Linked DNA regions of Danio rerio: region 1 is linked to region 2. A link is a contact called in public Hi-C data. All regions are on one chromosome and are shown on one strand. The core of a region is the stretch at or near the end of the contact, and the rest is flanking DNA. Distances in the headings are between cores, read along the strand shown.

What was found. A called contact is a pair of places that touch in the nucleus more often than the background predicts.
Region 1: a contact with region 2 is called in a Hi-C map of an unstated tissue, with 3 times the contacts expected there. The contact joins the promoter of rasa2 here to the promoter of vaspb in region 2. A contact is called at or near these places in 1 of 18 Hi-C or Micro-C datasets (an unstated tissue) and 1 of 4 datasets of contacts at active chromatin or transcription factors (embryo).

The regions. Positions count from the first base shown.
Region 1 is chr18:44,107,617-44,115,011 of GRCz12tu, forward strand. It overlaps rasa2 (RAS p21 protein activator 2), which reads right to left and starts at 4,587. Exons shown (of 25, transcript XM_073930041.1): 1 at 4,505-4,587.
Region 2 is chr18:43,776,260-43,783,614 of GRCz12tu, forward strand. It overlaps vaspb (vasodilator stimulated phosphoprotein b), which reads right to left and starts at 5,783. Exons shown (of 13, transcript XM_005173680.5): 1 at 5,360-5,783. The coding sequence starts at 5,364.

The DNA of each region.
Region 1 (7,395 bases), core at 3,337-5,836, 330 kb after region 2:
AGTAATGTGATTACTTTTAAAAAGCGAGTAAAGCCTTAAAAGTAGCAAGTTGATTTTACTTTTAAAATGAAAGTAAAGCCATAGACTTAACTTTATAATTATGCATATAGTTTGTTTACCTAATAATTATAAGGCAACAAGTTTACTCTCTTTTTTAAGTAAAATCAACTAAATCGCTTTTACACTGCAACAAAAATCCTGGTTGCCTTAAATGTTTAAGCTGAATCAAGTTAACCTTATGAGTCTATTGAACTTATTTTATGTAAACTGACTTAAAACAGCTTGCATAACTCACAAAATTAAGTTAAAACATGATTAAGTTTGTTTAAAAAGTTACAATGACTTAAAAACATACGCTTTCAGCAGTGTTGGGGAGGTTCCTTTAGAAATGTAATAGATTACAGATTACAAAATACCCTATTTAAAATGTAATAAGTTACACTACTTTTCGATTACTTTATAAAAGTAAAGTAACTAATTACATTTGATTACCCTTTGATTACTTTTAAGTTTCTAATGGACATTTTCAAATAAATCATTTTCAAGCATTTATACCGAGGACATGTTCCCCCGGGATTTATGCCTGTGGGTGCGCCGCAAATCAAAAGCATCAAAATAGCAGCCCTTTAATAAATTACTAGAAAAGAAAGTTTTTGGATGTAACCAATTTGTAATCTTAAACATTTTCACAAGCAACTGTAATTTAATTACACATTTTTTTTCAGTAACTGTCACGAATTACTGTTACTTTTATTTTGTAATTAAATTACGTAATACCGTTACATGTAACTAGTTACTCCCCAACACTGGCTGTCAGGACTAATTGATCATATAATTGTTTACAGTGTACAGTGCAGCTTCTTTGGAAAATCATGTTTTAAATATTTATAATAAAAAAAGGTTTATAACAATAAAAATCAAATACAAGAAATAGCAAATAAAACAAAATAAATATTAAAAACTGTTTTTTAAGAAATACTTTTGATAAAAACTTTGACCATTTTTAAAAGACTTGCGTTTAAAAATATTTCCATCAAATCATCGTCTGCAAACATTAAAAATAGGGCGTTCCAAAAGTAAACGCATAACAGAATACGTCTGCTATTGCATTGTTTACATAACATAATACTGTTATTAGTAGTATTATCATTTTACTCAGCAGCACGTTACTGGAATTGAGCTGAAGTCGGGACTTTCAAGTCGCATAAATGCTCTAAAAGTCCCAATTACTCAGTGGCTTTAAGAAAGACTATTCCATTTCTAAATGCCCCCACATTTCCAGCACAGATATCTGTTCGGTACAGTGGCAAACGCAGGTTACTGTAATCAAAAAAGCCTACCCTCATCCAGGTGGAAAGATAAAAGCAATGACTTTCACACAATCAGAAGCATGCATGCAAAACTGAAGGGGAAAAAATGGCTTAAAAGATCTGTACATGAAACTATAATGAAAGTCTAATTTCCTGAAATGCTTATCTGAGTAATAAATATAATAATAAGTAAGTTTTTGGTTGACTTTTGCTAATAATAAAATAATTTTCAGCTTTTAATGCCTTATTTTCTTAACATGTTTATTTCACAAACTTCATTGAAGCTACTCTGCTTCACATGAATTTTGAAATATCATGTGGATATGAGGCTTCCAGTGAGCTTTCCAGTGAGCGATGATTTACCACAGTCACTTGCAACACTGAAAGTTTCAGTTCTTTTTTTTTTTTGGGTGGGGGGTGAGGGGTGGGAGACAGTATAAAGCATGTTTATGAAACTCTTTAAGTAACGCGAGCTTGAATTTATAAAGACTGACAAGGCAAAACCTCAGAAACTATTTTTAGACACAGATACATCTCCTATTTGTCTAATAAGGGGTATATGCACAGTTAGTGTCTCTTGTCATATCGATAAACTTCCGGTGAACGGTTAACATGACTTTTTCAATTTTATACAGTTCCTTTTACGGCATCGATGTTGTAAGGTGATTGAATTATAATTATTCATATAGACTTTAGCACTCATTTAGTTGTTTATCCTCCTACGGCTTAGTGGCCACATACGTGGACAGCACATTTTAGCTTTTAAGTGGCCATTTAAAATGTTTTATATTTTGTTACAGACAGTGCCATCCTGCAACTGTTTTGCAGCGTATGAAATGTCCCAAACACTATTTTTAACTGTCCAAAATGGGGAAAAAATTTTGTTTTTATTCTCTGATAGTCAAAACATGTTCAAAAAATTATATGGTAAATATGCATTACAAAACAGTCCGAAAAAAAGTTATGTAAATTCGCACCACGAGTCCACATATATGGACATCATTTTTCTCTAAAAGTACATCAAATGCAAAGATGATACTTAGGTTTTTATTCTAATTAGGTTCCAATAAGCCTAAATAGCAAAATTAAATAAAAAATGCATGTAAAAAAAAACAGAGTTCAGGCGTAATAAAAGAGATGAAGAGCCGTTTACAGGCACATGCCCGTCAGGATCAGCAGGCGAGCACAGAAACTCCATTGAAAACACTGTGGTAAAATAAATGTTCATATTTTAAAGACATGGCGCGGGAAAATGTAATTGAATGCAGTGCTTCTCGTACATTCTGAGACCCACTTTCTATCGTATATCAATCAGATAGTGAAGATCACAGACCTCAAATGTGCCAATTTTATAACTGCATCAAAAGTCCTTCGGCTTCCTTCTGCATACACCCCATTAGATGTCGATAATGCAAGAATTTAAAATTAAAATTGAATTAATATACGTAATAACATTGTTATTACATAATAAACCTTATCAAAAATGACATTTAACAGTAACAGCATCAAAATGTATGACAGTACTTTTTAAAAATGTGCGCAACAGACTTCTTCTTTATTTAATTGTGATGCTATTAAATGTAATTAAGCAGTTATTACAACACATGTGAACAGTTCACTGTGTGACATATGCCATGCTGATGATAATACTCATGTACGAAGGAATTTTAAATGTTCTGTAAAATACATAACTAGGTAGAAATCCAAAAATAATATGCTGTAATCATTTCCATAAAAGATTGCAATTCAGTTGTAGTCTGGTTTGATTACCTGGTACAAGTGAGTAATACATACATACATACAGTGCTCAGCATGTATGAGTACACCCCTAACAAAGCTATCTTTTAAATTCATATTTATAATAGGAAGGAAGCTTTACAATAATATATTTGTGCATCTTCATTAGATCAGTGAGTACTGAAGCCAAATCTGGAGCTTATCTAACAAAATAACTTATGACAATGGTCCAAAAACTAGTACACCCAAACTTATATGTTATGGAAAAATAATAAATACAAATTTTGAAGAGGAAAAATCAAGAGAAGCAAAAAATAATTAAATAAAAGACCTTTCAATTTGTTTTTTATTGTAAAGGTTTTAATTTATTTTTGCAATATTTTGCTTGAATTTAATTGTGTTATCTTTTAATTTCTAAATGTGTTAAGTGACTAAACTGTTATTTTAATAAATATATCTGTTTAATAAATCTGTTTTGTTTAAATGCACCAAAATACATGACCTATATTCACTGAGAAATAAATAAAATATTCATTTTAAAAATGGGCTGTACTGTTATGTAAATAGTCAACTAAATAATCTTACATCAATACTAACACGAATGAACGCCAAATACAAGTGACAGACTGGGTAGAATTTATTATTTCTTTAAAATCATGGGAAAATATAGAAGAATTTTAAAGGAAACTGCAGTTAGAAAGCTGATATTAGGCTATAAAGTTACCAGAGGTTTATTGTTTCTGTAATAATCGACATTAGTCGGAATAAAAGTTAGAATGTCAATTTAAAAGTAAAACTGTAATTTTATGTGGCGTATAATAATATATTAAAATGCTCCTTTTAAAGTAGATTTGACTGAAAACATGAATATTAAAATAATAAGTGGACAGCGTCGAGTATTTAAAGCGATGCAACAACTTCCGTCCAGCTCAGAATTTGTCAAATTTCGCCGAGATCCCCACCGTCAATTTCACACCTTCAGCCAGGGTAAGAATGAATCAAACAAATGCCAACTTCATTGACAAAATGACAGGTTGAGTTAAAACTGGTAAACGACGAACAATATGTCACTCCTGTACTAACACTTGAGTGTATAAATACGACAGTTGTGTTGTAAGGGGGAACCAGGCTTTGAAGCACGTTAGCAACACGGCTAACTCACAGATAATGCGCAAAAGCTTGATCTACCTCTGTCACTAATGACAGAAACATGATTCAAACATAAAATATCCAGAACCAAACATCTAAAATGCGGCTGTTTTCTCAGAGCCCCATCCAGTAAGCGCTGAGTGGGTAGGTGTGTGTGTGCGCGCGTATGTATCTGTGTGTGTGTCTGTCGCTTCTACCGCGCCCCTCTTTCCCCCTTGCCGATCCTTTTCTTTCTCTCCAAAAGCCATCTAAACACACTCTCCCACACAAACACCAACCTCCCCATCCACACGGCGTGTCGCACTTACATATCTTTCCTCTGAGACTTTGCAAAATCCGGATTTTCGTGTCGTCGTCTTCCGCCATGGTCCAAGTTTCGTGTCTGTACAGTACATTCAACACTTTAACATCCGTTTATGAATGCACTCGCGCGGACGGACGGCCTCCACAGCGTCACCGGCTCAGCGCGATTGGTCGCGACGCCAGACCGGGATTTGTGTGAATCAACTCACACAGACAGCATCGTGTAGTCAAAACAAACGGAAGCCCTAGTGGAGGACGAGCGACAGAGCAGATCAACGGGCCCCTCATAAGAAACGCCGTGTTTTACTGAGCTGCCTGCAGAGAGAAATGGAGAGAGAGAGCGAGAGAGAGCTCCTTTTTGGCGTTGTAGGCACTTCCCATAAGCATAAATTACAGGCCTGTAGCCAGGGGGGTTTCGGGGTGTTCGAAAGACCCACCTCTCATTGACAAAGACCTAAAATTTTTCCTATAAAGCCTTTTTTTTTGTATTTGCTGAACATTTCCAGTCAAATGCATAACAAGTTTTACAATATTACACATTTCAGCATAACATGTGTAAACATAGTAACAAAAAAGAAAAATAGAGAGAGAAAAAAATAAAGATTAAGTAAACATAGCATTCACCAGAGAAGAGGAATTCAGCTTTTTAAGTATATTCATAGTTCTGGTCGCTTTATATTTATAGTTCTGATCGCATTACGACTTGAAAGTCCTTTAAGAGTCTCAAAAAATGTTTAAATCAGCCTTGAAAGATGTTAGGCTTCCTCTCCGACCATTTACTCTTGTGTAAATAAAACTTGCCTAATACTATCAACAGATTTAACATAAACAGGAGATTCTTATCTACATCTTTTTTATCTATATAAAATATGACATCTCTTTTCTTAATAATAAATGTATGACCACTCAGTATGTTAAATAGACTTTCAACATCAAACGAGAAATATTTAACATACATACAATCAAAAAACAAATGCATCAGTTTCAACATCCATTGCGCAAAAACACACAATTCAGAAAAATCAACTTTATACCTCTTGAGAAACTAGCTGGTTGGATATATTTATGTATAATTTTAAAGTATATTTCACTGACTTTATTAGTGACACAATATTTGTTGTTATAAGTCCAGATCAAGTTCCAATTGATATTCTCGAATTATTCTAAAAGTACTTGTGTCTAAACATTGCAGGACAATCAATCAAACTTCTAAGAAATGTATTATTACATTTTCTATCTTTGATATCAACACCATCTAATAAAATCTTTTTTTTTTTTTTTTTTGTCTTATCAAGTCATTAGTTCTATTTTGACTGCTAAACCATTATAAACTGTGAAAATATCGCATTAAAAAGGCTTTAAGACCAAGTGGAATCTTTGTTGCTTTGGTGTGACTTCAGCAAATCGGTTTTGGCAAATGCAAACTATTATTTTTCATGAGTCCAACATCCAGCTGTGCAAGAAAACATAAGAATCTGATGTGAGGTCATTTTTCGCTACTGACCTACTGTAATGTTGTTAAATAGAGAAAATATTTTTCAAGTAACTATTATTCTAAAACTTGGAGCTTGTTATTAATGTCAAAAATTACAAATAAAAAGGTGTGAAGCACCAAAAGTGTCCCATCTTAATATGAATTTGAATACTCATTTGAGTATTGTTATCCTTGACTTTTCAAACGTACTTTATAACAAGAGAGGCTAGAAAAATCCTGAAGTTCTAGATTATTACATTTTTATTATTTTTTATAGTCTTTATTTGGTTATTTATGTTATAACTCGACCAGTTGGGTTAAAATTTTGAATTTCAACAGTCTACTGATTTAACTGACACATAACAGCTGTATTAATATGCGTGCCTACTGTTGTTTTTGTGTCATAAAAGTTGAGCTCTAGCGCAATAATAATGTTTTTGTTTTATCAAATTACCTTTCTGTGTCAGGTTTTTTATATCCGTTTCACCAGCACTCTTAATTATTGATGATACAAACGCGCGCTTTAAAGCCGATCTATATTAAACGGATAAAATGTTTTCTCTACCTTACATGTTCATCTCTACAGTTTTTTTTTTGAAGAAGAAATGATACACAGGGTCTTTTCTCAGGGAACCCGGCCGGGCTTAGCCCGAAGGAGCGACGTGGGACCATCCTCCCACAGTCCCACCACCTGCAGGGGGAGCCGTAAGGGGCCAGTGCATTGTGGATCGTGTGGTAGTCGAAGGTTGACAGGCGGATTGGTGCAGCGGCAGCAGTAATGCGGTGTACCGGTCCGTTGTACCGGTCCGTTGTGGTAAAGAAGGAGCTGCGCCAAAAGGCAAAGCTCTCGATTTACTGGTCAATCTACATTCCTGCTCTCACCTTTGGTCATGAGCTTTGGGTCATGACCGAAAGGACAAGACCTCGAATACAAGCGGCCAAAATGAGTTTCTTTAAAAAGGTGGCAGGGCGCACTCTTATGGGGTGAGGAGCTCTGACACCCAGGAGGAGCTCGGAGTAGAGCCGCTGCTCCTCCACATCGAGAGAAGTCAGTTGAGCTACCTAGGGAGGTGTTCCAGGCATGTCCCACCGAGAGGAGGCCTCGGGGAAGACCCAGGACAGACTGGAGGGACTATTTCTCTCGGCGGGGCTGGGAACCCCTTGGGATCCCCCCGGTGGAGCTGGAGGAAGTGTCTGGGGAGAGGGAAGTCTGGGGTTCTCTCCCAAGACTGCTGCCCCCGCAACCCGGCCCCGGAAAAGCGGCAGAAGATAAATGAATGAATGAATGAAATGAGACGCATATTTGGGACATCTGGCCGTCATTCTCACTTTTATGACACAGCGGAGACATTTATTCAGTGTGACCACAGCATTACACCGATCAATTCATTTTTTAAATAGGGGACATTCTACCTGGAATAA
Region 2 (7,355 bases), core at 4,533-7,032:
CAGTTTGAGAAGCCATTGTAGCATTTGGTGGCCTGGCGAAATTCAAAACGAGGCGCTAAACGCTCCGCTGCGTTCTGGTCTTGACGTCCCTGTACATGACAGCACAATAAACTAGTAAATGTGACAACATTCCATTCTTCACCTATTATGCAAGCAGACCCGACACAGCAAACTCACGCCACTGACCCCAGAGCCTCTTGCTTGAACCCAGCAAACCTCCCTAAGCCAAACTTCCTGTGTGTCACAATGTCAACATCAAGCATGCTGTCCGATAACATCGATGAATTGAAATTTGCACTTAAATGAATAGCTGAAGTTTTAGAGCCTCTGCTTATTTAAACATTTTCATTTTGGGGTGAGACAGGCCTAAGAGATACGCTGACAAAAAAAAAAAAACCTGTCACGCAGGTTGCTGTTGTTGTTTACATAGCAAAATGAGTGATTTAAATTCTCAAGTTGTTGGAAGAGCTCGTCTGTGTTGGCATTTCCCTCTTTTAAACAATGTGTCAACTTTATAGAGCTTAGAAAGGCTTTGTGCCAATGACATTCTTGCAATTATTTGTTGAATATCAAGAAGTGCATTGTTGTTACTTCATATAATTGTCACTGAAAATAAAATATTTGCATTGTGCATCAACATATTAAAACAATAAAAGTATAACACCGCATAAATATCCCCCCTTACATTAGAATGAGTACCTTTGTATTAATATTATGAGCAAAAGAATAATGACTCTCATTCTTACCACGATTTACACAAGACATCGTATATTAAATATCCCAATGTAAAAGTAGATTAAATACCAAAATAATAGCAGCTATATTTAGAAAAAAATCATTTGCTGACAAAGTAAAAGACTATTTAAGGACCACAAAATATGAATTAATGTGATTTTTAGTGTTTGCTACTTTCCTTTAAACCACTACATTTTTATTAATTCAAATAAAAATGTACAAAATTAAGAGACCATTTTGGAAATTCTTAGTTTCTTTGGATTTACAATTTACACTTGTGTGCTTGGGTAAAAAAGAAAAAAAAATTAGTTTTTTTCTGCAAACTACTGATGACTTAAAGGTGCAGTAGGTGATTTTCTTCAGAAACAGTTTGAGTTGTGCTAATTGAAAGTCTCTTCACATTCCAATAGTAATGACTTCAGTAAATAATCTAAATGTATTTATATATATTTTTATATTCTGGGTAAGGCCAAAAACTAAAAAATGTTGGTCCAATTAAAAATTGTCAGGTTGATAATTCCCATTATTCTAATAAGTAGCCCAAACTGTCTGTCAGCAAATGTTGATTTGTACAACTGTGCACTCGTTCACACAGATCCACCATTCGCGTGCTCATGTCCACACAGCGGTAAAAACAAATGCTGAATCAAAACTTTTTAATATCCTGAATCAGTATTGGAGTTACTTTTGCACGCTGGAGGAAGGTCGACACCATGGCTGAAGTATTTTTATTAGACAGGTAATGTTATGTTTTAACTAGTCACGCAAAGCTGATGTACATTGTGTTGTACTATAAATGGGTTATATGCACAGAAGTGTTGTTCAGCCACTGAAATCTTCCGGTGAAAGATTGATGTGACTATTTTCAGTTTTATATGGGACCTTTTACAGCATCGATAATGTAGATTTTTATTTATTTTAACAACAAAACATCAGTAAGTAGCACCATTCCGCCTAGCTTGCTTAACTGAGGTGAAGTTGCTTTTATATTCACATTGGTTCATTTTTGAACAATAACAACCTGTGACGCACTCCCTATATTGTTAGCCATGCTAATCTGAATATTTGCTCTGAAATGTAAGTATGGTTTAGTAATAAGTGTTCCTGCACGCGGCTGGCCAACCACAAAGCATACAGTAGTCACTTTAGGACAAAGTCCATGAGTGAGTGAGACCAGCGATCCTCGCATGCATGAAATATTGCACATTATTACACATTGCACATTATTTTGCTTGCTACACAATTGAAAACGTGCTAAATATAATAATTTTTTTTGTTCAGAATTGTAGTATTATATAGTATAGTATCTCTGTCATCTTTAATGGACCCTTTTTACAAGACGTTTAACGCGTTTAACAGTGATCATAATCTTAAATCCTTAAAAGTTTTTAATATATAGATTTTTTGTAACATTTATATGCATTTATATTTGTATTATATCATATCTGCATCAAATAAAAAAAAAAAAAACTAATTACCGCTTATGCAAGGTGTTTCTAAAGGCTGATTTATACTTCTGCGTCAAACGCCGGCGTATGCTACGGCGCTGACGCATAGCCCTTCTCCGTGGCCGTCAGCGTCACTGACGTGCACCTCTCAAAAAATGTAACTTCACGTCTCAACAACGCGTAGCGCAAGCTCTGTGATTGGTCGGCTTGGTAGTGCTGACGAGTCTGGGCAGAACCGAGAGCCGCGCGAATGGCGCGAGCGATTGTTTACAAGTGTGGAGTCCCGTGAAGGAGCTCCAGATGAAAAGTTTTGTTTTGTGTTTACCTCATAGTTAAAGTTGTTGCACGTGTGCCAGTTCCTGCCTCAAAATGAGCGAGTTTGAGTCACTTGTACAACCGGGAAGTGATCAGGAAAAGCCAAACAGAAGCGAAGAAACTCGACACAGAGGAACATTTACACCTCACTGCCAACTAGCGTTTCGGAAGTGTTAATGCAGAGCAACAGACACAGCGTGCAGAAGTATAAATGCACAGCCACGCGCGTTGCCTGCGCCGTGAGTTACGCTGGTCACTTGACGCAGAAGTATAAACCAGGCTTAATGCAGCGTCTATGGGGCTGAGAGTAAAATTGACATTATTGTCTCTCCTACATTAGCTGCTGTCACCTGTCTGACACAATTTTTTTTCCTTTTTCTGAAAGTCTTGATAACATAATTGTGGCATTTTTTATTATTTCAGCAAATAGAGTTGTAAAATTTTTTTGTTGTACTCTCTGATTCACTGCGTTCTGAGTTTACCTTACCATGACGCCTTCCGCTACTGAGAAACCCGAAAATGTGAAAAGGGTCGATGAGCCAGTTCGTGATTTCAAGAGGCGTGGCTTTGGATGGCAGGGGAGGAACTGTATTTCAAGCATAATAAGCTAACCGGTTAGCATTTAGACAGATCACCTACTGCACCTTTAAAATAAAAAATGTTTAATAATAACAATTTGGTCTAAATAAAAAAGATGCCATATTTTCAGACTTGTTTACATTCATATTTAATGATATGACAATGATATGGGCAGCACGGTGGCGCAGTGGGTAGCACAATCGCCTCACAGCAAGAAGGTCGCTGGTCCGGCTTGGTCAGTTGGAATTTCTGTGTGGAGTTTGCATTTTCTCCCCGTGTTGACGTGGGTTTCCTCTGGGTGCTCCGGTTTCCCTCACAGTGCAAAGACATGCACTAAAAGTGATTTGGATAAGCTAAATTGGCCGTAGTGTACGTAAGTGTATGCAACAGTGTGTGGCTGTTTCCCAGTGTTGGGTCGCAGCTGAAAAAGCATCTGCTGCTTAAAACGTGCTGGATTAGTTGGCGGTTCATTTCGCTGTGGTGACCTCAGATTTAATAAAGGGACTAAGCCGAAAAGAAAATGAATGTACACCAATGTTATAACTTAAGAGTTAAGATACAACCTTTAGTGGAATAGTTAACGTTATTTTTAATCAATCACAACACATAAAAACATTCGTTATTTTGACCATTGCCATTTATGCAAATACATGCATTCAAGCACAATTATGAGCAACATATTTCAAACCATGCTGAAGAGGAACATTATCAGATTTTATGATCAGTCAAAAGCAGACATTAGAAGAAGTCCAAAATTCAAGATATGGGCCTACTAATGTTCAGTTCAACTTTTCATTCAAATATTATGTTTGTAAATTAGTTTAGAGACATTATTACATAAGGAACTGAACCTAGAAGCAGTTCACTAATTGTATTGCTATAATGTCTTGTTAGTTTTTTAACATAAAAGTGCCCTTGAACTCTGCAACTGCCCAGGCTGCAGCAGGATGTGCAATTATCAGGCTTCGTTGCTCCATATGTAGGTTAGTTCCGGGTACTGCCCTTACCGATAAATCACCAATCCTACTATGGCTAAGGCTTTAAACATGAATATTAAATCAAATATTTGACGTTCGCCACTGAATGAACGTCCCGTGACCTAATTAATATTCATATGCCAAACCTTCCCCACAGTAGGATTTGTGAATTCGCGCCACGGCCAACTCCCAGAACAGAGAGAACTGGGAGGGCTCACAAAAGAGGACTGGCTACGTGTTACAAAGACCCAATTTACCGTTTGACAGCTGCATTTTCAACACGCACAATAAACAACACCGCCTGAGGATACAGTTATCGATACCCGTTCGTGTAACTCGGTGTATACTGTAAAATAAAGTGCTTATGTGTTATTTTAAAGGTCACTAGCACTGCACAGGTGCACCTCATTTTAAAAAGTACTTACAAATCATAATAATAACAATATTAATAATAATAATAATAATAATAAATAACCTATTGACAAAAAAAGTTCCTACTTGAGTTTTTGACATCCAAAAAAAACGTGCATTACCACAAAACTGCTACTTTGTCCGTTTACATTGCGTACCAGTAAGTATAAGCTTATAGGCTATAGGTGCAAGTAATTTTGCAAATTGTTAAATAAATTTACACATAAATTAAGCAATACATAATTGTGTATATATTTAACCATGAGCACAACGAAATATTTAATAAATGTGTGAAAATCTCAGCATAATTTGCTCTAAAATGCACCTAATCAAAAGTTGACGACAATGCAAGCAGTGCCAAAACATGCACATGAAAACTTAAAAGGTATATAAAAACATGTTTAGAAAATAGCTACCCAATATGTTCATTAAATCAATATTTTAGGCTAATATGACACAACCTTATGTATTAATGTGAACCCCATTATTCGTTTAACAATGTTTAGAATGACAGTGTCATATAACCTGTTTTGCTAGCATGCTTCATTTAATTCAAACTAAACACCCTGCATCATGGAAAAAACAAATCTGTGCAAAATTATTAACAATACATATTCACAGGAGGCAGCTCCATTCAGGAGAAAGCAGGGGAGGAAATAAAAGAAAAGAGAAACTGTCAACACCAGACATAAAGGGACGAGCTGGAGCTGTGTAAACACTGAAAGAAAGGACACACTTGCTGCTGTGATGGTCAGCCGCCTCCAGTAGGTGCGAGTAGCAGGACAGAAAGTGACGAACAGACCGAACTCACTCACTCGTTTCCCACACTGTGAGCTACATTGTAGCGCGCAAAACAAAGTACACACAAAAGCGAGGGCAACAAATGTGCTTTACCTCATTGTTCGACGACAGCGCGGATCCTCCTCAGAGCTAAAGCCGAACTTCCAGGGGCGAAAACACAGGAGAAATCGGCGATATCCTCATGGATAAACCCACCAAGGGGTTTGGTGTTTTGTTTAATCTGTGGGAAGACGGATAAGCGGCAATGCGCGATGATTTCCTGGTTGAGGAGTGAAGGAGGGGGTTGGAGGTGAAGTGTGGATAGAGTTGCTACTGGAGCTGGGCTTGTGTCAACTCTAATCAGTATCCTGGACTCATGTCTCGCTCCGAGCAAAGTCTGCACATATTCCGCCTCATGTCCTCGTCTGCATCCGCGCGGCTGGCTGTGAAGTCTGGACGCGGTTTTCGATAAACTCCTGCTCGGTCGTCGCCGGTCGGTCGTTAACGTTCATTCGCGAGCGAAACCCAACCTGCTCCTCAACTCTGAGGAAAAGCTTTCATTCCCGTCTGTCTGACTCCCCCTCCCGAGCTGAAAAACAGGCAGAGGCAGAGCAATGTTACTCCTCCACTCCCTAGCGGTCGAGATCCAAACTCCAGCGCTGGGAGATAAACCTGTTCTTGCTGAAAAGTTACACTTTCCCCCACCTTTAGCTATGTGTGGTGTTGTACATCACGAATTCACTTGTGTGTTTCTGTAGTGGGCCTTTGCTCAAATGCAAAATGTGTGTGTGTGTGTCTCTAAGCTGAAATCTAAAATATATAGTTCAAAATGTGTTGTCTGTAGTAGTTGCACCATTGTTTTCACATAGATGCACTGATACCCTTTTTTAAAACCAATCCGATACCAAAAATTCTTGAGTATCAGCCGATACCGATCCGATACCAGTGCAGTTATTAATATAATACAATTTCTATACTTCTGATGATCTGAGATATATAGAAACCCAAATAATATCTTCTGTACACAGTCCAATAAATAGACACTTTCTCTATAAAGAAAAATAATGTATATAGATGTTTTATATAGGCACAAAGTTTGAATTTTGAATGATTAAAAGGCACAATGGAGGGAAGCACTGATGTACTTGAATTTAATTTCTTGAATATTCAACTTTACTTTACAATAAACTATCGTTTGGCTTCAGAACATTTAAAATATACACTGTAAACAAATCCGTAATTTTACAGTTTAATGCAGCTGGGGTGCCAGAAAAAAAATCATAAAATAACGACCGTTAATTTATAGAAATTTACCGTAAAATAATAAACAATAAATTACAGAAATTTCCTTAAACTTTAATTTCTGGTAAACTTTTGTAATTTAACGTCTGTTATTTTACAGTAAATTTCTGTAATTTATTTCAGCACCCCAGCTGCCTGAAATAAACTGTAAACTTAAAAAAAAATTACAGTATAGTGCATGAAAACTTTTTGTATGAAAAGTAGTGCCTAATAATGTCTTCATGACTTTTGTTGCAATTATAAATTCCACAGAATACATGCGTATTATTGGATTTAGATTCGTCCCATCTGGCCAAAACAAGATCCAGCAAAATATGCGGTATTGAAACCAATATCCCTAATATTTATGGTATTGGCTATCTATCTATCTACCTACCTACCTACCTACCTGCCTGCCTGCCTGCCTGCCTGCCCGCCCGCCCGCCCGCCTATCTATCTATCTATCTATCTATCTATCTATCTATCTATCTATCTATCTATCTATCTATCTATCTATCTATCTATCTATCTATCTATCTATCTATCTATCTATCTATCTATCTAAAATGCAGGTCAAAATATTTGTTGTGGTTTTTTTAGCATAACACCATTTTTTCTGGCATTCTATACTTGTGCTAGATATTACATTAGAAATTACTATCTGTCATGTGTCTTACTCTCTATTGTGTTAAAAAAATATGGAAATCTCTTTAAATTACTCTGAATGATCAAAAGGAGTTTATAAACTTACTCTCGAATATAACTGTTACAAGAAATGCGATAAAAAAATAGATTAAAGGGCGACACAGAGGCTCAGTGGATAGCTTTG